Regions from separate parts of the Macaca mulatta genome. Here region 2 is linked to region 1. Evidence: chromatin contacts called from public Hi-C data. All regions are on one chromosome and are shown on one strand. The core of a region is the stretch at or near the end of the contact, and the rest is flanking DNA. Distances in the headings are between cores, read along the strand shown.

Evidence for each region. Hi-C and Micro-C count contacts between places; a contact is called where the count stands out from the background.
Region 2: a contact with region 1 is called in a Hi-C map of liver, with 2.7 times the contacts expected there. The contact joins the promoter of FKBP9 here to the promoter of NT5C3A in region 1. A contact is called at or near these places in 4 of 14 Hi-C or Micro-C datasets (blood, fetal cortex germinal zone, fibroblasts and 1 more).

What each region holds. Positions count from the first base shown.
Region 1 is chr3:95,264,179-95,271,759 of T2T-MMU8v2.0, forward strand. It overlaps NT5C3A (5'-nucleotidase, cytosolic IIIA), which reads left to right and starts at 1,949. Exons shown (of 9, transcript NM_001261493.1): 1 at 1,949-2,171. The coding sequence starts at 2,019.
Region 2 is chr3:95,370,825-95,377,524 of T2T-MMU8v2.0, forward strand. FKBP9 (FKBP prolyl isomerase 9) reads right to left here and starts at 3,357. Exons shown (of 10, transcript XM_015133750.3): 1 at 3,038-3,357. The coding sequence starts at 3,258.

The DNA of each region.
Region 1 (7,581 bases), core at 699-3,198:
AGTAGGCAATTTACAAAGAAAGAGGTTTAATTGGACTTCCAGTTCCACGTGGCTGGGGAAGCCTCACAATCATAGCAGAAGGCAAGGAGGAGCAAGTCCCATCTTACATGGATGGCAGCAGGCAAAGAGAGAATGAGGAAGATGCAAAAGCGGAAACCCCTGATAAAACCATCAGAGCTTGTGAGACTTAGTCACTACCACGAGAACAGTATATAAGAAAACACCCCAATGATTCAATTATCTCCCATCAGGTCCATCCCATGGGATTTATGGAAGTACAATTCAAAATGAGATTTGGGTGGGGACACAGAGTCAAACCATATCAAGATCTTTCATCTCTTTCAATAAGAGTAATTAATATGTTAATTCACATAGAAGCTGAAATGGCCTCCAAACATGGCCTCCAACCCTCTTAGATTCAGAAAGACAAGGTTTACACTTACAAAAACATATGGACCCCCTTTCCTCCTGGAAATTTACTACCAGGGTTTGTAGTCTAATAGACTTTACTCCTACAGCTTTAACATCTCATATATATGATAATCAGACCTATGATATAGTATAACTAGTTAAAATATACATCACATTTCAGAGTACCCACATTCTTCCCATGTGCAGTTGATGGGCCGTATTACAAAAACAAAATTTGGAACTCCATTTCTGTTTTAGATTGTACACAGCTTCAAGACGAATGTTATTGTCTACAAAATGTTTAAAATCCTGAAATTATAGAAACATGGCTTTAGTCTCTACCCATTCAAAATAATATGTAATATATGGAAAAAAAAAAGATGTTTTTGTTGAGGAAGAAAGATAAATGAGGCTGTGACCATCTTAGGCCTCACAATCAGACAACATTTAAGTCATATTGCTATTTGGTGCAAAACCGGATTCATAAAAAATTACTCTGGAGACAAAATGACACAGTAATATGGATATTGATAATCAAATATTACAGTATTAAAACTCAGTCTTCCTCAGGTTATACTCCCAGCTAACTTACTTTGGGACACGTTCTCGGTCTATACTGAGTCTATGTTCCCAGGCTTAAGTCCTCAAACTTGGCCGATAATAAAACTAACAATGATTTCTTTAAGTTTTAGTGCCTGTTATTTCACCTTTCGGTCGACAAATTGTTTTTCTCATGTTCCTCTGTCTTACATCAATGTAATTTGTAGACCAGCCAAATAATCTAAAAGGCTAGAAGGAAACAATTTTTCCTCTCCTACAACTATTTCCTCTCGTCCTCCGGCTGAAAGTTGTTCCACGTCCCGGGAAGAGGGGGCCCCACCAGGCAGCACCACCAGCTCCACAGAGTTGGAGCGATTTCCCCAAGAAGCTCCGCTGCGCCCCTCGTCACCCCCAGAGACTAGCAGAGGAAATGGCATCTATCCCTTGGAAGACACTAGGCAGGAGAGAACAACTGCAAGCCCTTCTGCTCACACAGAGGAGGAAAGGATTTCGGAGGCGGCGAATGGGATGTAGCAGAAACCCGACGGCCGCGGCGGAAGGGACACCTACCCTCCCCGGCCTAATTCTGAGCCGTCTTCGCCCGGTTGTCATAGCACTTACAACGGACGCCACTGCGCAGGTCACACCGTGCCGCACCGCCTTCTGGGGGCCGGAGTCCAGAGGGGCTGAGGCGCAAAGGTGGCGACCGACTTCTGAGTGGGCCGCGGTTGGAATTAGATTTCTATTGGGGCGGGGCTCGAGTGAACCACGGCCTAATCCTCATTAGCAGAGAAGGATAATTACTGCAATACTCTGCCCTGCCCTGGCAGCAGCTCCTGAGACCCTGAGTCTGCGGAAGGCCCGCCCCCAGCCTGGGCTCCGGGCACAAGCCACGCCCCTCCCGCCGCGTCCCCGCCTCTCCCATCGATGGCGTGTGGGTGGGGCTTCGTGGGGGCGGAGCTGCGCGGGGCGGGGTGTCGCGGGCTCGTCCCTGGTGCTCTGGGATCCCGCGCTTCTGAGACTCGCAGTCTCCGCGAGTTGCCTGTTTTTTTCCTGCTGGGACGCGCATGAGGGCCCCGTCCATGGACCGCGCGGCCGTGGCGAGGGTGGGCGCGGTAGCGAGCGCCAGCGTGTGCGCCCTGGTGGCGGGGGTGGTGCTGGCTCAGTACATATTCACCTTGAAGAGGAAGACGGGGCGGAAGACCAAGATCATCGAGATGGTGAGTGTGGAGGCTCGGCGCGCCCAGAGCACGCGAGGGACCGGCTGGGCCGTCAGCTGGCCTTGGCCGCTGCTCGGTCGCGACCGGGAGCTGCCGGCGTCGCCTGTCAGGCTGGGATCTCGCTAGCTCGGGACGAGCAGCTTGGAGGACGCGGCTGCCCCGCGTGCGGCCACTCCTCGGGCTTGGTGACCAGGGTTGCGGCTGCGGCCCTCGGCTGCCTGTGGTCTTTGTTAGGTTTCCATTTGAAGGAGCAAGGCAGAAAATAGATGAATCGGACACAGGCTACCTTGTGCTGCAAAACCCGTTTCTCTAGAGATAAGCTGCATGTCCTGGGCAGGCCGCTCCTTCTCTCCCTGCCTTGCTCCCGCCCTCCTCCCGGATCCGCGTCAAACCGTTGCCGCTCATCTAGTTACAATTCCCGCAGAGGACTAGTTGTTTTATGTTGGGACTGCCATGAGTTAGATTATGAAAATGTGCAATATCTAAAATTTTACAAGAATGACAATCCAGAAGAAATTCAGGATAGTTTATTTTGTGTTTGAATGTATTCCTTCTTGTCTCAAAACTCCCACGAAATATATTTTTGTTCATCTTAACTCCCAAAGCTCTTGTATAAATTTTCGAATTTAATTTTTTATCGAAGAGGGTGTGTCAATAATTACATTTGAGATACATTATAAGTAATTCGTTTCAAAAATAAGGATATTTAGTTTCGTTTTGTATTTTAATTAGATCCCACTCAGGAAGACAATTCTTGCACAAACTTGGATTCTTATGTATTTTCTGAAATGCATAATCCTGGGTATACGCCTGACCGTGTGCTATACATGTGAACATTTAGGATCAGATGAACATCTAGGGTCAGATGACAGAGAAAAATTTTAAATCTACTACACTAAATAATATCATTTTAGGTTGTAATACTTGGAATTTCTCAGCACCTGCAATATGTTCAAACTGATGAAAGACACGATTTGTCCTGTAGGTTGTATTGACCCCAGGTTGAATACAGCCAGATTTGCATAATTAAAAGTAGCCAGTGTCCCAGCTATTTGGGAGGCTGAAAGGAGGATCACTTGAGTCTGGGAGTTCAAGGTTGTAATCACACCTGTGAATAGCTAGCTGCTGCACTCCAGCCTGGGAAACATAGCGAGACCCTCTTTGAAAAAAAAAAAAAAAGTTCCCACTTGTCTCATATTACAATAATATTCCACAATTTTGAATTAATTTATTCTTAAAGGGTCTTAATCATTCTAAAGGCTTATGAAAATTCGTTTCTCCCACTTCTATAGGCCCACAGCAGCAAATGGTTTTATCTCAGAAGTTTCATTTTGCTCTTGTTGCTTTCCTGCTCAGAAAACTTGGCTTGCTTTTGCCCACAACCCAAGGTTAATAATGCCTGTGTAGGGGAAAAAACCGGGTTGCCATATCTCCCTGTCTGTGCTTAAACTGTAGATTGGTCTGTTATACCGCTTCTCTAAGCCAAGTAAGGTTAAAAATCAATGTTTTCACAAAATCCTTCAATGATACCATCATAGGAACAGTTTGCTATCTTTGTGACAAATAATGAAGACCTATCAAGAATACCAACTTATTTGTACTAAAGAAATCAGTCATTATTTACATGTATGCATAGTGTATCGATTCAGATTGTAATATATGTGTAGCCTGCTAGTAGCTTTTCAATGGAAAAAGTGAAAACAGCTCATGTTAACTTTTTAAATTTTAATAGTTTGCTTCTTCAAGTGGAAGAAGTATTTGACTGGAGGTCAGAAGACCTGGGGTGGAATCCTGGTTCTATCTTTCTGTAATAATGTGGGTCTGCTCTGCCCATCCTCTCCCCTCCTCCTTCAGAAAAATCTCTGCAAACCCATGATGTCCAATAGACATAGCTCATATTGGACACAGCTAGTAGAGTTAACTACCTAACCAAGTTGGGCCTATCTAACTGGCTAAGAAAACCAGTAACTTCTGGGACTTGGCTCAAAAGGATGCATTGTCTTTCAGGAGTTTTTAATTGAGAGACATGAGGAAGTTGCTAGTGGGTTGTTTATGCTACAGCTGAAATATTCCATAGGCCTGCAAGATTAATGTACAGAAGAAGCCAGTCATGGCCAGGCATGGTGGCTCACACCTGTAACCCCAACACTTCGGGAGGGTGAGGTGGGAGCACCCGGTCTCGAAAAAAAAGAAAAGAATGAAAGAGAATGTGGATCAAGAAACTGAATTGTAAAGGAATTTTGTAAAGCCATTATAAAGAGTTTGCTCTTTATTTTGCAACAAAAGATCATCGAAGGTTTACTTTGGCAAGGTAAGGTGGCTCTCGCCTGCAATCCTAGCACTTTCAGAGGCTGAGGCGGGAGGATCCCTTGAGCCCAGGAGTTCGAGACCAGCCTAGGCAGCATAGGGAGACCCTTTCTCTACAAAAAATAAAGATATTAGCCAGTGCAGTGGCACACACCTGTAGTGTAGTCCCAGCTACTTACGGGCCAGAAGTGGAATCTCTTGAGTCAAGGTGGTTGAGGCTGCAGTGAGTCATGATCATACCACTGCACTCGAGCTTGGGTGACAGAGTCACCCAGAGTCTCAAAACAAAGAAACAAAACACCCAATACTGTGTTTTATGAAAATAAAGTGGATTGGAAGGGAAGATCCTGGAAAGAAAGAAATTTAGGAGGTTGGTAGTATTTCTTGCGAAAGAGGATTAGAGGCCTTAAACTATGCCACTAGCAAGAGGTATGGAAATAAGGGATCAGGAGACAAACATTTCAGAGATAAAATCAACGGGACTTTGTGGCAGCACAGACTGTAGGGTCATACAAACCTAGTTTTGAATCTGGTTTTTCTCATTTATCAAGCCATGTGACCTTGGGCAAATTACTTAACCTCTGTGAATCTCCCATTTTTCATATATTAATTGGGAGATAATGATAGTACCTACTTCATAGGTTGTGAGGATTAAATGAGATAACACAGTACCTAGAACATAATTGCTTTCTTTCAGAGCTTATTATTGGTTATCATTAAACAAAGGGATTAATTATAAGAAGAAATAACTTTAAGGTTATCAGGTAACTGCTGATTCTGGATATATTATTAGCCAAGATGAAGAGGAGGAAAAAGCAGCAGGTTTGGAAAGTAGCCAGGAGGTAAGGGAAATGTGGAATAACAAGTTCACTTTAAGTCATATGAAATTTGAGATGATCGAGAAATGACCAAGTAGAAATGTTCATGAAATAGTAAATATATTTAAAGTGCTTAGAAAAGTACCTGGCCCAAAGTAACCAACATATACATTACTTATTATTATTATTAGCAACAGCAACTAAAAATGGAAGGCTGGTGCTGCTCTAAAGAGAAATTGGGGCTAGAAATAATATTTTCCCAAATGTCTAACCTCTCAGTGGCAAGTGTGGAGATGGATATTATTTCTCATCCATAGTTTTACAGCAAGAAGAAAACAGAAAACTTGGCAATGCCTAACATTGAAGGAGTGTTCATTAAAGACGCTGAAAGCTGTCAGAGGTGGAATAACAGGAAATGTTTCCAAAAGAAGGGGCAGAATTAGCTGTGTCCATCTTCTCTAAGGTCAGAAGTTGATGACAAGGTCAGAAGTTGGTCTGAAAGCAGGGGGTTGAGCCACCATTGGTAAAACAATGATGTGAAGAAAACTAAAAACGACTATTGGGCAGAGGAAATAGTTGTGCTGAGGATGGGTATTTTGTTTTGTTTTTCAAACGGTTGGCACACGAGTGTGTTGGTGGGCAGAGGAGTAGTGAAAAGCAAATGGTTAAAGATAAGCAGAGGAGAAAGAATAATCAGTCTAGCAAAGTTCTAGGGGAGATGTGGACAGATGCCCTTCGAAGCGAATACGGAACATCTCTGTCTGTCTGAAAGAGATTACTCTGGGCCAGGCACGTTGGCTCACACCTGTAATCCCAGCACTTTGGGAGGCCAAGGCAGGCAGATCACCTGAGATCAGGAGTTTGAGACCAGCCTGACCAACATGGTGAAACCCCATCTCTAATAAAATTTTTTTAAAATCAAGTGTGGTGGCGGGTGCCTGTAATCCCAGCTACTTGGGAGGTTGAGGCAGGAGAATTGCTTGAACCCAAGAGGCAGAGGTTGCAGTGAGCCGAGATCGCGCCATTGTACTCCAGCCTGCACGACAGAGCAGGATGTCATCTCAAAAAAAAAAAAAAAAAAAAAAAAATACTACTCATACTGAGTTATAGTTACTTATTCTCCATATTCTTATTATATCTTATTATTTGCGGCCTTAGATTAATTAATTGCCTCCACCTACTTCATTCTTTACTTCTATCCAGTTAATCTGATTTTTTCCTACTAAATGACACCTCTTTCAAATGTTACCTACCAACTTCTTTTCTAATTTCTCCTGCAATACCAGAATGCATTCTATTTTTATCAGCAGATTTTCAGTTTTTCTTTAATAGAAAGCTACCAAAAAGAGGATGAGACTAGAATTCAAAGAAAGAACCAAAAGGAAAAAAAAAAAATGAAATTGCTTAATCTTCTTCAGTTATTCTAATATCCTTTATTAAATTCTCTTAGAGTATTTATCCAGTGAAGTAAAATGCAAACACAACACCAGAACGAATGTGTAGTCTTAAGTTTAGCCCCTAAAGAGCATCAAGGAAGGTAGGAAATTATTTAGACAGCAGGATAGGGGAGATGGAACTGTCACTAGAACCTCCACAACCAGTTAAAAATGGTCATTTCCAATTTAAACATATCTCAACTATTTACTGCTTTGTTGTTAACACCAACTGTTACTTCTTAAGTAGCTGATGTGGTTTTTTTTTTGAAACTTTACTGTATTTCTTTCTAGGACATAAATTTCTTTTCTTATTTTATTTTATTTTTGAGGCAGGGTCTCACTCTGTCACCCAGGCTGGAGTGCAGTGGTTGAATCTCAGCTCACTGCAACCTCCACCTCCTGGGCTCGAGCCATCCTCCCACCTCGGCCTTCAGAGTAGCCAGGACTAAAGCATGCACCACCAGGCCCAACTAACTTTTGTATTTTTTGTAGAGATGGGGGTTTTGCCACATTGCCCAGGCTGGTGTCAAATTCCTGGGCTCAAGAGATCCACCCATCTTGGCCTCCCAAAATGCTAGGATTACAGGTGTGTGCCAACTGTGTCTGGTCCTAGTAGATAAACTGTTAACAAAAACTTCTTCCCTTCTTCCACTTTTAAGACAATATAGGCCAACTCTGGGGGCATTGCCTATGAGTTAGCCCTGCTCCTCAAGGAGCAGTTAAAAAAAGAAAAAAGGGCCGGGAGCGGTGGCTCACACCTGTAATCCCAGCACTTTGGGAGGCCAAGGCGGGTGGATCACCTGAGGTTGGGAGTTCGACACCAGCCTGACCAACATGGAGAAACCCCGT
Region 2 (6,700 bases), core at 2,107-4,606, 110 kb after region 1:
CCACCCCAGGATTCCATCCTAACCTCTCCTCCGACACAGACACACAAACATATGGTTAAGCCTTCTCTGTGCTTTCAAAGCTACTTACCTTTCTTCTATCACATACACGGGTGGACTACAGACCATAGATTATGGCCATGAACTACCTGGGTTCAAATCTCCGCTCAATCACTTAGTAGTTAGGTTCCTTGGGCAAATCATTCGAACTTTCTGAGCCTCAGTTTCTTCATTTGTAATGAGGTACCTACCTCACTGTCTTGTGAAGTTAAACGAATTCTTCTAAGATTAAATGAGTTAACATATGTGAAGGCACATGGTAAGAACTATGTGTGAACTTTATGAGAGACAGAGTGTGCGCTACTATCTTACTGTACTTATCACACTACGTTGTAATAGCCTAGGCTGTAAGTGGTAGAGATGGGGAAGAGACATACTAGACTAGGACTAGTCTCTGTCTTGAGGGATAGACACTGCAAAATGTTTGATGAATGGATGGTAGCTCCTCCATGCTCTTTAAACTGCCCTACACTGCCTCACAGTGGCTGCCAACCGTAGAGATGTTCTAGATAGTAGGATAACTTGTTCTACTGAAATTAATTACTATCAACTCAAGCAACAAATTCTTCCCTATGAAAGAAGCACATGAAAGAAGATACACAAATGGTCAATAAGCACATGATGCTCAACATCGTTAGCCATTAGGGAAATGCAGATCAAAACCACAATGAGATATCATTTCACACCCACTAAATGGTTACAATCAAAGACAGACAGGCCAGGCGCAGTGGCTCACACCTGTAATCCCAGCACTTTGGGAGACTGAGGTGGGCAGATCACCTGAGGTCAGGAGTTTGAGACCAGCCTGGCCAACATGGCGAAACCCCATCTCTACTAAAAATACAAAAATTAGCTGGGCGTGGTGGCAGGCACCTGTAATCCCAGCTACTCAGGAGGCTGAGGCAGGAGAATTGCTTGAACCTGGGAGGCAGGGAGATTGCAGTGAGCTGTGATCGCACCATTGCACTCTAGCCTGGGTGACAAGAGCGAAATTCTGTCTCAAAAAAAAAAGACAAGTATAAGTGTTGATGAGATGGTAGAAAACTATGAACCTTCATACACTGCTGGTGGGAATGTAAAATGGTGCAGCCATTGTGGGGAAACAGGTTAGCTATTCTTCAAAACGTTTGTAACATAGTTGCCATAGGACGCAGCAATTCCAGCTCCTAAGTGTATATCCAAAAAAAAGGAAAAGGTACATCCACACAAAACCTTGCATATAAATGTTCATAACATCATCATTCATGATAGCCAAAAAGTGTAAGCAATTCCATCAACTGATGAATGGACACAATGGAATATTACATATACGGCCACAAAAAGGAATGAAGTACTGACATACTTTACAACATAGATGAACCATGAAAGAAGCTGGATTATACAAAGCAACTCAAATTATATGATTCCATTTACACGAAATGTCTAGAAGAGGCAAATCCATAGAGACATAAAGTGGATTTGTGGTTGAAAGGGACTGGAGGGCAGTCTAACTGGGGTTGGGGAGTGACTGCATTTCTTTTCGGGGGATGATGAAAATGTTCTGGAATTGGCTAGTTGTGATGTTTGCATAACTCTGTGAATATACTAAAAAACATTGAATTGTACACACCAAAAGGGCAAATTGTATGGCATTATATCTCAATAAAGCTAGTTTTTTTTTTTTAAGCAACTAAAACAGTAGTAAGAATGATCATTTCTAAGCACTTGCTAGTGCCACATACTATGCTGAAAAGCTTTTGTATATTCATTGTCTGGAACTTCAAAAAAGTCAAGAGTCTACAAAATATTCATAATGACCCTAGGCCTTGGGGCACATAGCAGGGGCTCAACAAATAGCTCTCTCTGCCTGATCTAGTGATTCACGAAGGGAAGTGCTGGCACGGACCAGGGTTTGTAACAAAAGCCTTGGGGAGGAGTAGCCTGGTGCTGGAGGAAGAGAGGCCTGTTAAACCCGAAACTAAACTGGAGGGAAACTGGAGAGCGGTGCTGTGATCCTGAGGCAGAGCTGAGAGAAGGAGTTCTGGGCCTGGTGTAGGGCCTGGTGCAAGGCGGAGTGACGGTCCTGGACCACCTCCCGCCCAGGAGAGGTGTTGTGTTGTGTTTTGTTTTGCGATGGGATCTCTGTCTGTCTCCCAGGCTGGAGTGCAGTGGCACGACCATAGCTCACTGCAGCCCCAAACTCCTGGGCTCAAGCGATCCTCCCGCCTCGGCCTCCCAAAGTGCTGGGACTACAGGCTTGAGCCACCACGCCCAGCCCCAAGAGAGGTTTTTTTGTATGGCCGGAAAGGAAGGGCAATGGTAGCTGCGCGCACAGACTTCTGGAGTTGGATTAAACAATCTGACTCCATTGTTTCAATACGCTTCGTAGCCTCAGTTGCTTGTTACCTTACTGATAAAATGAGGGTAGTGATAGTACCTACCTCACAAGACTGCTGTACAATTAAATGAGTACACTACAATATGGAAAGTACTTACAATTACATCTACACATTGTTAACAGCTCATTGTATGTTTGCGGCCACTAGCCTCTTCGTCATCATCGTTTTGTGTGAGAAGCACCATCTGACTAGATTCCCAAGGGAGCGGAGGGAAGGAACAGGAAAGGGAGAAGAGAGGCAGGCACGAACACCCACTCTTGGGGTTCCAGTTGTGCAACGCGGCCCCCACTCACACTGATTATTTTACACTGATTTTGCGTGTGTCCACGCGCTGGAGGAAAAGGAGGGCGTGGTCTGCCCCAACCCCTCTGCTCATGGTCTTCCAAGGGTCCAGTCCCAGGCAGGCGGCCTAGGACACATGAGGGCCGGGAGGCTCACCCGCGGCGGAGGGTCTGGGGTCCGGGAGAATTTGGGCAGCGGAAGAAGGGAGGAGCGCGGATGCACGGGGCGGAGCTAGGGGAGGTCCGGCAGGAGGGAAAGGCCTGTCGGGAGAGAGGGACGCGCATCCGCGGAGGCCGCGCCGGGCGCCAAGGGCGCGGTACCTGGAGTCGAACTTCTGGCCGTCGGGGAACGTCCCCACGTAGTGGTAGCGCACAAAGTCGCCGCTGCGCACGGTGCGCGGGCACTCGTCAGGCACGAAGCGCCGCTCGATCTGCAGCTCCGCGTCGGAGCCCAGGCCAGCCACGGGCGCTGCCTGCCCGGTCACCCAGAGCAGCAGCAGGAGCAGCGGTGGCGGCGGGGGCCTCCAGCCCCGGAACGCCATCGGGGCGGCGAGGAGAGTAGCGCGGACGCAGTGCGGAGCTCGGGCGGCACGGGTAGGCCTGGGCGTGCGGCTGCGTTTGCAAACGTGGAACGGTCTCCCGGCCCTCCCCGGGCTGCAGCCACCACCCCCTCTCCCCTGCCGCCCGCCCCCCGGCCACAGCTCGAGGGGAGGAGCCCAGCCTGGCCGCGCGCCGAGGGCGGGCCTGCTGCGCCCTGCTCCGCCCGGCCTTGGGAATGTGCGCGCCGCGGCGGGGAGGGGGGCTGGGAACTCCAAATGGGGACCCAGTTTGGGCCTGGGGAGGGCGTGTCCCCGAGCGAGACACTGTGATCTCCAGACAAGGCTTTGGCCCAAAGTCGGAAGAGAAAAGCGCGTACTGCCCAAACCCACCCGCTGGTCTCCGCCCATCCCTGGAGACACCGGGTTTGGTGCCATGAGGGGCTCCTACGTGGCGGTGGATCCAATTTCCCCTTGCTGCTTTGGAGAGGGAGGGAAAATTAGATTTTTTTTTTTAACTTAGTTACAAAGGTATGGTATCTACCTTGAAAGAGACTGAAACCATCCTTGGGGATTTTTTTTTCTTCCTACTTAAAAGAAAAGGGAGGCCGGGCGCGATGGCTCACGCCTGTAATCCCAACGCTTTGGGAGGCCGAGGCAGGCGGATCACGAGGTCAGGAGATCGAGACCATCCTGGCCAACACAATGAAACCCTGTCTCTACGAAAAATACAAAAAAATTAGCCAGGCGTGGTGGCGCGCGCCTGTACTCTCAGCTACTCGGGAGGCTGAGGCAGGATAATCCCTTGAACCTGGGAGGCGGAGGTTGCAGCGAGCCGAGCTCGCGCCCATATAGGAGCCTATGCCAGGGAGGACTTCATCATAGAGACCCAGATGCCACAGGAATTCATCAGAGTAGTCAGATGCACTTGGAATTGGTTGTTATAATTTATTAAAATTTTGAAATAATGAAAGCAAATCAACGCTTTTTCAACTTGTTGTGGAAGCAAACACAATTCTGATACCAAAACCTGGCAAAGAGAGCAACAAAAAGGAAAAATAAAACTGAAAAAACAGGGCACGATCTAATTTATAAATATAAATGCAAAAATACTGAATAAAACGTGATAAAATCGGATTCAACAGTATATTCGGCCAGGCGCAGTGGCTCACACATGTAACCCCAGCACTTTGGGAGGCCGAGGTGGTTGGATCACCTGAGGTCAGGAGTTCAAGACCAGCCTGACCAACATGGTGAAACCCTCTCTCTACTAAAAATACAAAAATTAGCAGAGTGTGGTGGCACGGCCTGTAGTCCCAGCTACCTGGGAGACTGAGGCAGAAAAATCACTGGAACCTGGGAGTTGAAGGTTGCAGTGAGCCAAGATCACACCACTAAATCATACCACTGCACTCCAGAGTGAGACTCCGCCTCAAAAAAAATAAGTAAAAAATAAAAAAACAGTATTTTAAAGGAAAAATATACCATTACGTGGACTACCTAGGTGAGCTTCTGCAAATTAACAAAATGTCAGTATTCTCTGTAAGATGAAGATAAAACAATAATTATAAGATTATTATAATCAATTAGGTTTCAGGGATCGAGTGAGAAACTACACGAACAACAAGAAAAATATTCATTGTTCATCTTAGAGCTTATTCTAGAAATAGAACACCTATTAATAAAATTATAGGACAGGGCCGGGCGTGGTGGCTCAAGCCTGTAATCCCAGCACTTTGGGAGGCCAAGATGGGTGGATCACGAGGTCAGGAGATCGAAACCATCCTGGCTAACACGGTGAAACCCCATCTCCAATAAAAATACAAAAAACTAGCCAGGTGAGGTGGCGGGCGCTTGTAGTCCCAGCTACTCAGGAGGCTGAGGCAGGAGAATGGCTTGAACCCGGGAGGTGGAGCTTGCAGTGAGCTGAGATCCGGCCACTACACTCCAGCCTGGGCGACAGAGCGAGACTCCGTCTCAAAAAAAAAAAAAAAAATTATAGGACAGAAGAAGGGGGGAAAAAGCTCTAAGATCATGTGGCCATAGACTCAAAACAGCATGAGATAAAATTCAACATCTACCTCTGATTTTAAAAACAAACAGAGGGCCTGGTGGCTCACTCCTGTAATCCTAGCACTTTAGAAGGCTGAGGCAGGAGGACTGCTTGAGCCCAGGAGTTTGAGACCAGCCTGGGCAACATGGCAAAACCCCACCTCTACAAAAAAAATACAAAAATTACTCACCCCTGTAATCCCAGCACTTTGGGAGGCCAAGGGGGCAGATTGCTTTACCTCAGGAGTTTGAGACCAGCCTGGACAACCTGGCGAAACCCGGTCTCTACTAAAAGTACAAAAATTAGCCGGGTGTGGTGTTGCATGCCTATAATCCCAGCTACTCTGGTGGCTGAGGCAGGAGAATTGCTTGAACCCCAGAGGCATAGGTTGCACTGAACCAAGATTGCACAATTGCACTCCAGCATGGGCAACAGAGCAAAACTCTATCTCAAAAAAAAAAAAAAAAGACAAAAACTTTCTGATTGTAGTCTATTAATGGCATTGATCACCAAAAAGTACTTTTGCACGTCATCTTTGTATTGTCAAACAACATCTTGATTTTGAAGTATATAATCATTGATAATAAAAATTGTTATACATTTTATTGGCATGAATTCAGACATTCAGTTCATTCACTATACATTTACTTTGGTCCAGTCTTTGCTTCACTTATGTCTCTGTGGCTTCAGGCAAGTCAGGTAACTTGTTACTTCCACCCTTGACTGTAAAACGGATTATACTTATCTTGCCTACTGACCTCTTATGGCAATTTCGGGAAATATCTTGGTGCTGAATTAGTTTCTAGGCTCAGATGCTAAACATACAATACATATTAATTGTAAAGACTTGGGATTTGAAACTTGATCACTTAAACTAGATGCCAAGAAGTCCAATCTTCATGACAACTCTGTATAAGGTCATAATCACTACTTTACAGAAAAAAAAAAAAAAAAAAAAACTGCACTCCAGCCTGGGCAACAGAGTGACACCCTGTCTCAAAAAGAAAAACAAAAACCAAACAAAAATTAACGAGATGTGGTGGTGTGTGCCTGTAGTCGCAGCTATTTGGAAGCTGATGTTGGAGGATCGCTTGAGCCCTGGATGTTGAGGCTGCAGTGAGCCATGATTGCACCACTGCATAATCGGCCTGGGTGACAGAAAGAGACCTTGTCTCAAAAAAAAAAAAAAGGTGGAGCAGGGTGGCCTGCACCTATAGTCCCCATTCAGCTACTTCGGAGGCTGAGGTGGGAAGATCACCTTCAGCCTAGAAGATGGAGGCTGCAATGAATTGTGATCACACCACTGCACTCCAGCCTAGGTGACAGAGTGAGAACCTGTTTAAAAATATATGTAAAATAAAATAAAAACGAACATCTGCTCATGGTGGCAGGAGC